Linked DNA regions of Mus musculus: region 1 is linked to region 2. Evidence: chromatin contacts called from public ChIA-PET data. All regions are on one chromosome and are shown on one strand. Each heading gives the region's core, a stretch centred on a gene start, on an enhancer-like site or on the middle of the called end of the contact. The rest is flanking DNA. Distances are from core to core; before and after follow the strand shown.

The links. ChIA-PET counts read pairs in DNA pulled down with a chosen protein or histone mark.
Region 1: a contact with region 2 is called in an RNA polymerase II ChIA-PET map of memory CD8 T cells, with 154 read pairs. The contact joins the enhancer-like site here to the promoter of Mtmr12 in region 2. A contact is called at or near these places in 3 of 39 promoter capture datasets (the C10 cell line, macrophages and pre-B cells), 1 of 15 datasets of contacts at CTCF or cohesin (the NIH/3T3 cell line) and 4 of 115 datasets of contacts at active chromatin or transcription factors (effector CD8 T cells, embryonic stem cells, memory CD8 T cells and 1 more).

The regions. Positions count from the first base shown.
Region 1 is chr15:12,007,464-12,012,242 of GRCm38.p6, forward strand. No RefSeq gene overlaps it. Among named protein-coding and RNA genes, the nearest start is that of Sub1, 14 kb to the left of the region's middle. Within about 2 kb of position 3,453, at least 145 of the 459 cell types and tissues checked have an H3K27ac peak or open chromatin away from gene starts, as enhancers often do. A contact at or near this core is called in effector CD8 T cells, memory CD8 T cells and microglia, where this site is marked.
Region 2 is chr15:12,203,341-12,207,497 of GRCm38.p6, forward strand. Mtmr12 (myotubularin related protein 12) reads left to right here and starts at 1,688. Exons shown (of 16, transcript NM_172958.4): 1 at 1,688-1,939. The coding sequence starts at 1,859.

The sequences.
Region 1 (4,779 bases), core at 2,203-4,702, 190 kb before region 2:
GAGCAGGAACTGCTGTAGTGACTGAGCAGTGGCCAGCACTGTCACGGGTTCCACAGAAGTAAAAACTGGATCTGCCACAAGCTCTGCAGGTTCACTGATCGGGGACAACAGACCTCAGTGACATCTATACTAACAAGTCCAAATCAAATACAGTTGGGCAACAACATCTCTGGGATCCCAAGCGTTCTGAACAGCTGCAAGTCCAAGTCCAGCTATGAAAAGAGGGAACAGCCAGGCCAAGGTTACCGCGTCATTTGATCATATTTTGACTGCATTGTCCTCGGTAAATGTATGTGTTGCTTGGGAGTCATCGACTTAGTCTCTTTCTGCTTTGCAGTCTGAGTGTGATTAATGAACCAAGACAGTGAGTCTGTGTCTGAACATCCCTGTTCCTTGGCTACACCTGCTTGAACGTCAAGAGCGAAGTCAAGTCTCACTGCCCTGAAAGGACATCACCGGCTGCTGTCCAAAGAAAGAAACTGGAGCCAATACCGTTGTTCCTCCTCCTCAATAAACAGCAGTGCAAACCTTCAAAGACTAGAAAGAGAGCAGAGGGCAGGCTAGAGCGCCACTGCTGGCTCAAAAGAGAACTGGGCTATTTAAAAAACAAGAGCGAGGAAACGGGCCCCATAGGTATAAACAATTAGCATCTTGAAACCATAAACCATGCAGAGTCATGTTAAGATTAAATTGGTTTATTTTCCATGATGTCATTTCCTCAGCAGATCTGGTGACGGTGATGATAGTGATGATGATGCAGAAAGAAAAGTTAAACTACTTTGAGACATCACTTCCTTCCAATCAGAATGGCCATTATCACAAAATCTGATCACGCATACCGGTAAGGACGTGGAGAAAGAGGAACCAGGGCAATCCTCACCCACTGCTGGCGTGAGTGCAAAATAGTCTATCTGCTGTGGAAATCAGTATTTGGGTTTCTCAAAAAAAAAAAATTAAAAATAGAACTACTGTAACCTCCCTCAAGCCTGAAGCAGGCTGAGCCAGACCTCGACTTTGCTGCCACTAAGGAGATTACCTAAAATGGAGCCTCCCTAGATCACTCTATTGTTCAGCCACTGTGTGCTGTTCCTCTTCAAGATACTGCTACCTGCTGGGAGGCCGCTGAGCCTATTCCAGAGACTACACCCTATCCTGCATGTCATCACCTGCACCTGGGCTCCAAGAATGAATTAGCGGGAATGGGCCTCCCCTCCCCCCTTTATAAGCACAGTTGCCATTAAACATTTGAGCCTTGATCAGAACATTGTCTTGGCTCCATTTCTCTCTCATCCGCCTAGTTTCCCTTTCTTTCAGCGCCAGCCTGCCACACAGGTGTACCCCGTCCATGTGAGCCGCTGGATGGCCGCAACAAACTACCACATGATCCACCTATACAACTCTTGGGATGTATCCAAGGACTCCATAGTCTTACCGGACAGATACTTGCACATTTGTGCCTCTTTCTACTCTACCTGAAGTAGCAAGAAGACGGACCCAGTCTTGGTGCTCACCAGCTGATGGACAGAGGATGGAAATGTGGTACAGATACATCATGGAATTTTCCTTGGTTACAAAGAAAATGCAAATTACAGGGAAATGGGTAGACTTAGAAAGTATAACACAAAACAAGAAAGAAAAGTTAAACTACTTTGAGACATCACTTCCTTCCAATCAGAATGGCCATTATCACAAAATCTGACCACGCATACCGGTAAGGACGTGGAGAAAGAGGAACCACATTCCTCTATTATATTAAATTACTCAAATTCAAAAACCACATGCTCTCTCTCATATGTAGTATCTAGCCTTTAGTGTGGTGTGGTGTGGTGTCTGTGTATATGTGTGTTTGTGTGTGTAGATTAGGGTAAAATCTAAAGCTAGAAAGGAGAGCAAGAGAGTAAGATTAGGTTATGAAACAAGACCGGGTGGGCAGGGGGTGGGGGGTGGACACATGGGACATAGGAGAAGGGGCTGGAAGGGGGAGGGAGTAGCAGGGAGATAGGGGAAGGTAGGGGTAAGGAGAATCTAGTAAGACACAATTTGATTGAAAATGCCATAATGATATATAGTATTCTGTATGCTAATTTAAGAATTTTAAAATTATTTAAAAATCAGAAGATTGGGCTGGGTATGTGTGCCTGCCCTTAGTCCCAGCACTAGATGGATAGGGACAGAACCGGGCAGGACTCTATAAACTAGGGTCTGTATATGAAATTCCTGGTGAGACTGGGACTCAATAAACAGTAAATAGTTCATTCATTCATTCATTCTTTCATTCAACCAGGGCCAGTGAGATAGCTCAGTGTTAAAAGCTCTTGCCACAATGGCTGACAACCTGAGTTCAATGCAAGGAACCAACAGGAAGGCAGGGGAGAGCCAGGGGAGAGACCTCTCGGTGTACTCCACAGTTTTGAAGATAGGAGGGGGTGGAGAGATTGTTCAGTATTTACTCCCTGCTTTTCCAAAGTCTCTGAGTTCAGTTCCCAGCTCCTGTCTCGTGCACATCACACTAAGCAGCTGTAATTCCAATCCAGGAGATCTGATCCGGTCCCCCAGCCTCCACGGGCATCTACACTCAAGCATCCACACATACGCATACACGTACAAAAAAAAAAAAAAAAAAAAAAAAAAAAGCCGGGCGTGGTGGCGCACGTCTTTAATCCCAGCGCTCGGGAGGCAGAGGCAGGCAAATCAGCCAGAGCTATTATACAGAGAAACCCTGTCTCGAAAAACAACAACAAACAAACAAACCCTAAGAAACACTAAAAGATGTGAAATTGGAAGGAAAAGAAAACAGAATGTAGAGGAAGAGGGTTGTTAAGGAAACGTAAGGGAAGGTTCATAATGAAAATATAAGAATCCCCTCGGGGTGGGGGTGGGGGTGTTGCTTTCAATAGGTAAAAATGCATTTCCTCCTTCAGCTGTGACTCAGCCGCCAGGCACCATCCGGGATGGCACACCCTGTGCAGGTGTGAAGAGCAGGCACTCTTAGCTCAGAAGGAGAAGTAGACCGTTTTCGCTTTGACTCACCCTTGTTTGTGTGTGACCAAAATAACGCTATCTACGAAAAGTTTCTGGAATCAAAAGGTTAATAATACCCGGTAGCTTTCGAGGCAGTCCCCTGACCATTGGTGCAGTTTCTGCTCATTCGGACCCATTAGCAGCCACCACTGGGAGCAGGGAGGAAGAGATGCGGCGGCGTGAGGATGAGGAGGGCACAGCTACACTTCCCTTCCCCATCTTCAGATTCTCTTACACGGCAAACCGCAGGCGCAGGACATTCCTGTGCTGGCCCGCTGGCACCGCGAGCCCACGAAGGGGTGGATGCACAGTCATTATCAGCGGCTGCGTTGCTGTCCTTGTCCTTTTTGTTACCGAGTAGTAGGTGAGCACTGTATGTGTTGGCAGCATCTCAGTTGTTGCTGAATAAACAGGGACTTTTATTCTTTAACCCAGCAAGATCAAGTCAGTAGCTACTGAGGTTGACTGACTCAGAAAGGTGCCATACCAGCCGCTTGGAAACGAAAGCAAAGTGACTGCTAGCGGGTGTGAAGTTTCTTTCCCCGGAAATAAAAACTGGGCCAGATCTGTGATCAGAGCATGCTAAAGCCTTCCAAATCATATACAGTTTAAGAGGTTGAACTTAACGCTATATGAGTTATAGTCCTATCTTTTGACAAGAAAATGATTAAAAAGTAGTTAGTGTGTGCCAGGAATCTGTACTAGGTACTGGATTAATAATAATAATAATAAAAATAATAATAATAATATTTAAAGCTCATCCTTTTGAGTCACTTACTATGTGTCAGACTTGGTCCTGAGATATTCTTTGTAGATATTCTCTGACTTTCTTAAGAGAGCCTTAGGACCTTGTTTAAGACAAGGGACAGATTCACAAAGCCCCTTGCTCAAAATCACACACGTAAAACTAGATCAAATCAAATGAATCTGCATTTTTTAGGCGGTTTTGTGTTCAAATAACCATCAGTTAGTTGGTTGGTTAGTTGGTTGATTTTGTGTTTAAATGTTATTAGGTTGGTTGGTTGACTGACTGGTTGGTTGGTTTGACATTGGAAACTGAACCTGAAACCTCTCACAAGTTAGACAAGTTTTATCATTGAGATAAATATGTGGCCCTCCTCACATTGTTTGTTTGTTTGTTCGTTTGTTTGTTTGTTTGTATTGAGACAGGATCTACTAGGGCGCAGACTAGACTTGAACTCTCCCTGTAGCTCAGGTAAACCTCAAGTTTGCGATCCTCTGGCCTCAGCTCCTTGAGTAACTGAGATCACAGGTATGACCCACCACCATGATACTTTTGGTTTCTTGAAACAGAGTCTTAGTATGAAGCCCAAGCCATCCTCAAACTTGTGGTCCACTTGCCTCCACCTCCCAAGTGCTGTGATGACAGGCGTTTACCATCATGCTTACCTTAAACATCATCCCCTTCTTACGGTCCAACTTAACTGGAAATGTGGGTCCGTTTTCTCCGTTGCACGGGTCAGACTGTAGTATCAAGACTATGCTGCACAGAACCACAAGAACATAAGAGCCCACATCTATGAATGACAACACACTCCAGAAAGCAAGTCACAGCAACAAGAGGCAAGCTTCTTTGTAGAGCCACAAAGAACTTGGGTTATGTCTGATGGAATGCCTGACTAACAGACCAGAGCTGTCGAACTCCAATGTACTCACTCACTCTTACCTGCTGGTCATTCAAATCTAAAGATGGCCAAATACACAATGCACCAGCAAACTGGAATTAAAAAATTGAAA
Region 2 (4,157 bases), core at 438-2,937:
CCATTCAACGATGACACATTTTTTTTTTATTTTAAGATTTATTTATGTGACTACACTAGCTGTCTTCAGATACACCAGAAGAGAGCATCTGATCCCATTACAGATGGTTGTGAGTCACCATGTAGTTGCCGGGACTTGAACTCAGGACCTCTGGAAGAGCCATCAATGCTCTTAACCACTGAGCCAACTCTCCAGCCCAGAATGGTGACACATTCTTGCTGAGTTCTCTCAATGGGGGAGGGTTAGCCAGAACCCTCTGATCTCATAAGGGCATTCCTTCAAGGCTCAATAATCTCCAAGTCCACTTCTTCCTCACAGTATCACATGGGGGAGGGGGACGGACACAATCAGAAGAGGGTGGCAAACCAGCTGGTTTTTTGGTATTTAAAACGTTTCTTTTGTTGGCTCCCATTCCTGGGAAGTGTACAGACCCAGAGACAGTGTCAAGTTTTCAGAGTCGTATTACAACAGGGCTTGACCTTCAGCAGATGTTAAAGATCAGGGTGATCTAGTAACACTTAACGTTAGCTTGACGGCCGGCAGAAAGGGACATTTGCTTGGTGAATTTCTATCAAAAGCCAGCATTTCTGTTTATGGGTTGGGTCAGATCCTGGAAACAAAAGCAACAGAATCTGTCTGGCATATCGGAATCAGAGAGGTCACCTCTCCTTCCTGGGAACCAACGTGGAAAAGCACAGTTAATTGCTAGGTTTTGAGAGGAAGGTCTTATTTGTGATCTAGGTTGCCTGGGGACTTCCTAAGTAGTCCGAGCTGGCCACAAATTCACTATCTTTCTGTCTGGCCTTCCAGGTGCTGGAATAGCAGGTGTGCACTAACCACCCTTCCGTGTCACTTGTAGTACTTAGTTGGGAATTTTAAAAGAAATACAAGGGGGTGGTGCAGTTGGTCAGACTAAGGCATAGCAAGGTGCCTGACACTTGAAAAATTAACTGCAAATGTTTATTGGCTTTTCACAGTAGATGGAACAACTTCGGGTGAGCTGCATCGTATCTTATTCTTCTAACACAATGCTCCACAGGGAGAATTCAATTTGGTCTTGCTCACGCGAGGCAAGTGCCCCAAAGGTGGAATTCAAATGAATAGAAATGAATAGTGTGTGTGTGTGTGTGTGTGTGTGTGTGTGTGTTTTATTTGCTATCTTGGCTTAATATGAGAGGTTTGTCGATAACTTGGGAGAGCAGATAAGTCTTAAGGGCTTTTGATATCTTACCAGTTAGAAACCAAGCGACAAACAAAAGAAGTTTGAAGTTGAACACAACATTTTACGTCACTTTAGTCAGTTCCTATCCGCTCTGTCTCTCTTCATTCGTCTAAAGTCTGAACGTCGTCGGTGTGGTTTTGAAGCTTCTGCGGAGGCATTCTGTTCAGCAAGCTGAATTTCAAAGCTGCTGGCCAGTAAAAGAAGCAAAATGGGTAGAACGACTTGCCCGCAACAACTTAGCGACGGCAGGACCATTGGGCAAATGGCGACATTCTCGCTAGCCAATCGTGGGGAAGCCCGGAGAGAACGCTCTCCGCATTGGCTAGAGCAAATACCTCGGCCAACAAGGGGTGGGCGTGGCCAGTCCCATGCTGTGGGCGGGACCTCAGCCGGAGCAGAGCGAGCGGCGGTGGGCGTGTCCCACGGTCGCTAGGCGGGGCGCGTGGCCTGGGCGGAGCGAACGGTGTCAGCGGCGGAGCCGGATGCGGGCGGTACTGCTGCCGCCGCCGCGGCCCTAGGGATGGGCGGAGCCCCGGCCGCTGGTGCTGGTGGCCGCCGCCGCTGCCGGAACCTGAGCCGGAGCCGCCGCCTCTGCTGTCGCCGCGCTTCGGCTTCGTTGCTTCGCAAGGCGGCGGGATGCTGGGGAAAGGGGGAGTCGGCGGTGGCGGCGGCACCAAGGCGCCCAAGCCCTCCTTCGTGTCGTACGTACGCCCTGAGGTGAGAGTGCGCCGGGCGAGCGCGGCGGCGGGTGGAGCGGCCGGGGCAGGGGCGCTTCCTGCCGGGGTGCCGGGCGGGGCGCTCTGGGGCCTCCCGGGCTGGCCGCGGCCCGGACCCCTGCGGCAGGCCGGGCAGGTGCTGGGGCAGGGCCCTGTCGCTCGCCACCGCGCCTGTGGGCGGGAGCCGGAGCCCGGGAGGTCCGGCGGCTCCGGCGCCCCAGGTATCCGGGAAGGGAAGAGAAAGCTTGCGTGGTCGGGAACCCGACGGGGTTCCCCCGGCAGCCCGCAGCCCGGTGTGTGTGCTCTGCCCGGGACTTTTCTCCGCGAGTCCTGAGAGTTCGTCTCTGTCGCGGGTGGTGCACTGCTTTGCGTCCGCGCTGCTGTATGTGGGTCGGCCTTGGCCTCTTTCGGTGTCTGCCCAGAGCATCCTCCTCCCGCTTCTTCCCATTTCATCTCCCCCCTTCCAAACTGCAATTCTAGTCGAGAAGTGCATTCACTCGGGAAATACTTTCTGCGCTCCTACTGTGTGCCAGGTACGATCCTGGAAAGCTTGTGCTAAGTATCAGTGAACAGAACAAAGATCGAGCTCCTTGGGAGCTTATGTAAAAAGAAACAAACAGTCAACGATATGCGATTATTAATTGTATAGTACTTAGAAGATGGTGGGGACAAGGAATCCTTTCATTCTTGCAAAGGTGGTATTTCAGTCAGGACGTTAGAGGACGTTAGGTCTAGGTAAGGAGTCCTGGACGGCCCCAGGGAAGGCTGCCAGTTCTGGAGTTCCGTGAATGAGGAGGACATTGAAGAGATCAGAACTAGAGCATGTTGAAGACTTCTGGAGCAGTCGTTCCTTACCTTTTAGTAGACTCCTTCTCATTTTCGATTTGTGAAAGTTGTGTGCGGTTTTTTTTTTCCCTGCTTTTGCAATTTTGTTTGTTTGTCTCTCGATTATGTAGCCTGGCTGTGCTGGAACTCACTATGTAGAGCAGTCTGGCCTCGAAGTCACAGAGCTCTGCTTGCCTCTGCCTCCCGAATGCTAGAACTCAAGGTAGTACGACCATGCCTAGCTTCTGCAATCTGTCTGTGTGCAGGTAGATGCTCTACCAAATTTACTGCCTCCAAATGTCTTCCCACTTCTCACTTGCTAAGGTGGAAAACAGGTGGGCCTGAAATGAGATATCAGAGACCTGGGGCCTGCAGCATTTGCATGTGTGTCTTGAAATCAAGGCATCTAGTGGAGAGTACTAAAATGGAACCTATTTTCAGTCGTAATTTTCAAATAAAAACCACTTCCTCTGTCAGAACTTGATATGGAGAGACAGGGTCACCTTACATTTCACCCTGTAGTCCATAGAGGTAATGTGGTCAGGTTCTCTTTGTCTTTCTTTGATAGCACCCTAGTTGAACGCTAACTGCCTTTGACCTTTAACCTTTAACCTTTCTCATTTAGTGAGAGTAAACTGCAAGTGAAGAGTCTTCTGAAGTCTGGCCAGAGTTCAAGAGTGCGCCAGTCCTTCATCTGACTGTGCAGTTTTTGCCATCAGCGCTGCTCTGTCTCCCTTGAGAGGCAGTAGGGAAAGTGGTAGCTCAGCTCACTGGACTCATGGCTTTGGGGTCTTCTTAGAGGGCAGCTTTGTGTTTTTGTGTCTAAGACCGTGCTGTGAGGATGCTGTGCGTCTTTGTTGTAGTTGGTACTGGCTAAGATTCTCTATTCAACTGTGCATGGTTTATTAAAAGACAATGGTGGGAGGAGGTGAGAAAACAGCTTATTTTTAAGTAGATGGCTTCACTAGCCATCACATTTCCGGAAATGGACAAGCAGCACTGAGATGTTGCTTGCGTGTGACCCAGAGCCCTGAGTCTGATACCTTTCTGGGTCACCTTGGGAGAGCCTCAGAGCACTTTTATGAAGACTGGCATCCACTATTTTTACTCTTCTTCATCTTTGATTGTACTATCTGCCTGCCTTGTGTGTCCTGCGGGTGGTGTGGTGTGTGTGTGTTTTATTTTGGGTGTTTAGCTATCCCACTCTGAACCATACCACTCTGTAGAGACCCATTGTCACCTGACACCCCTTTTCCCTGCATGCAGTTCTGGAGAGAGAACACAGGCCTCCACCATGATAAACAAGTATTCTACCACTGAGCCCCAGGCCAGCCCGCCTTTCTTTGTACCACTTTTCCTAGCTGGTGAGTTTGCAGTTTCTGAGATGCTTTCTT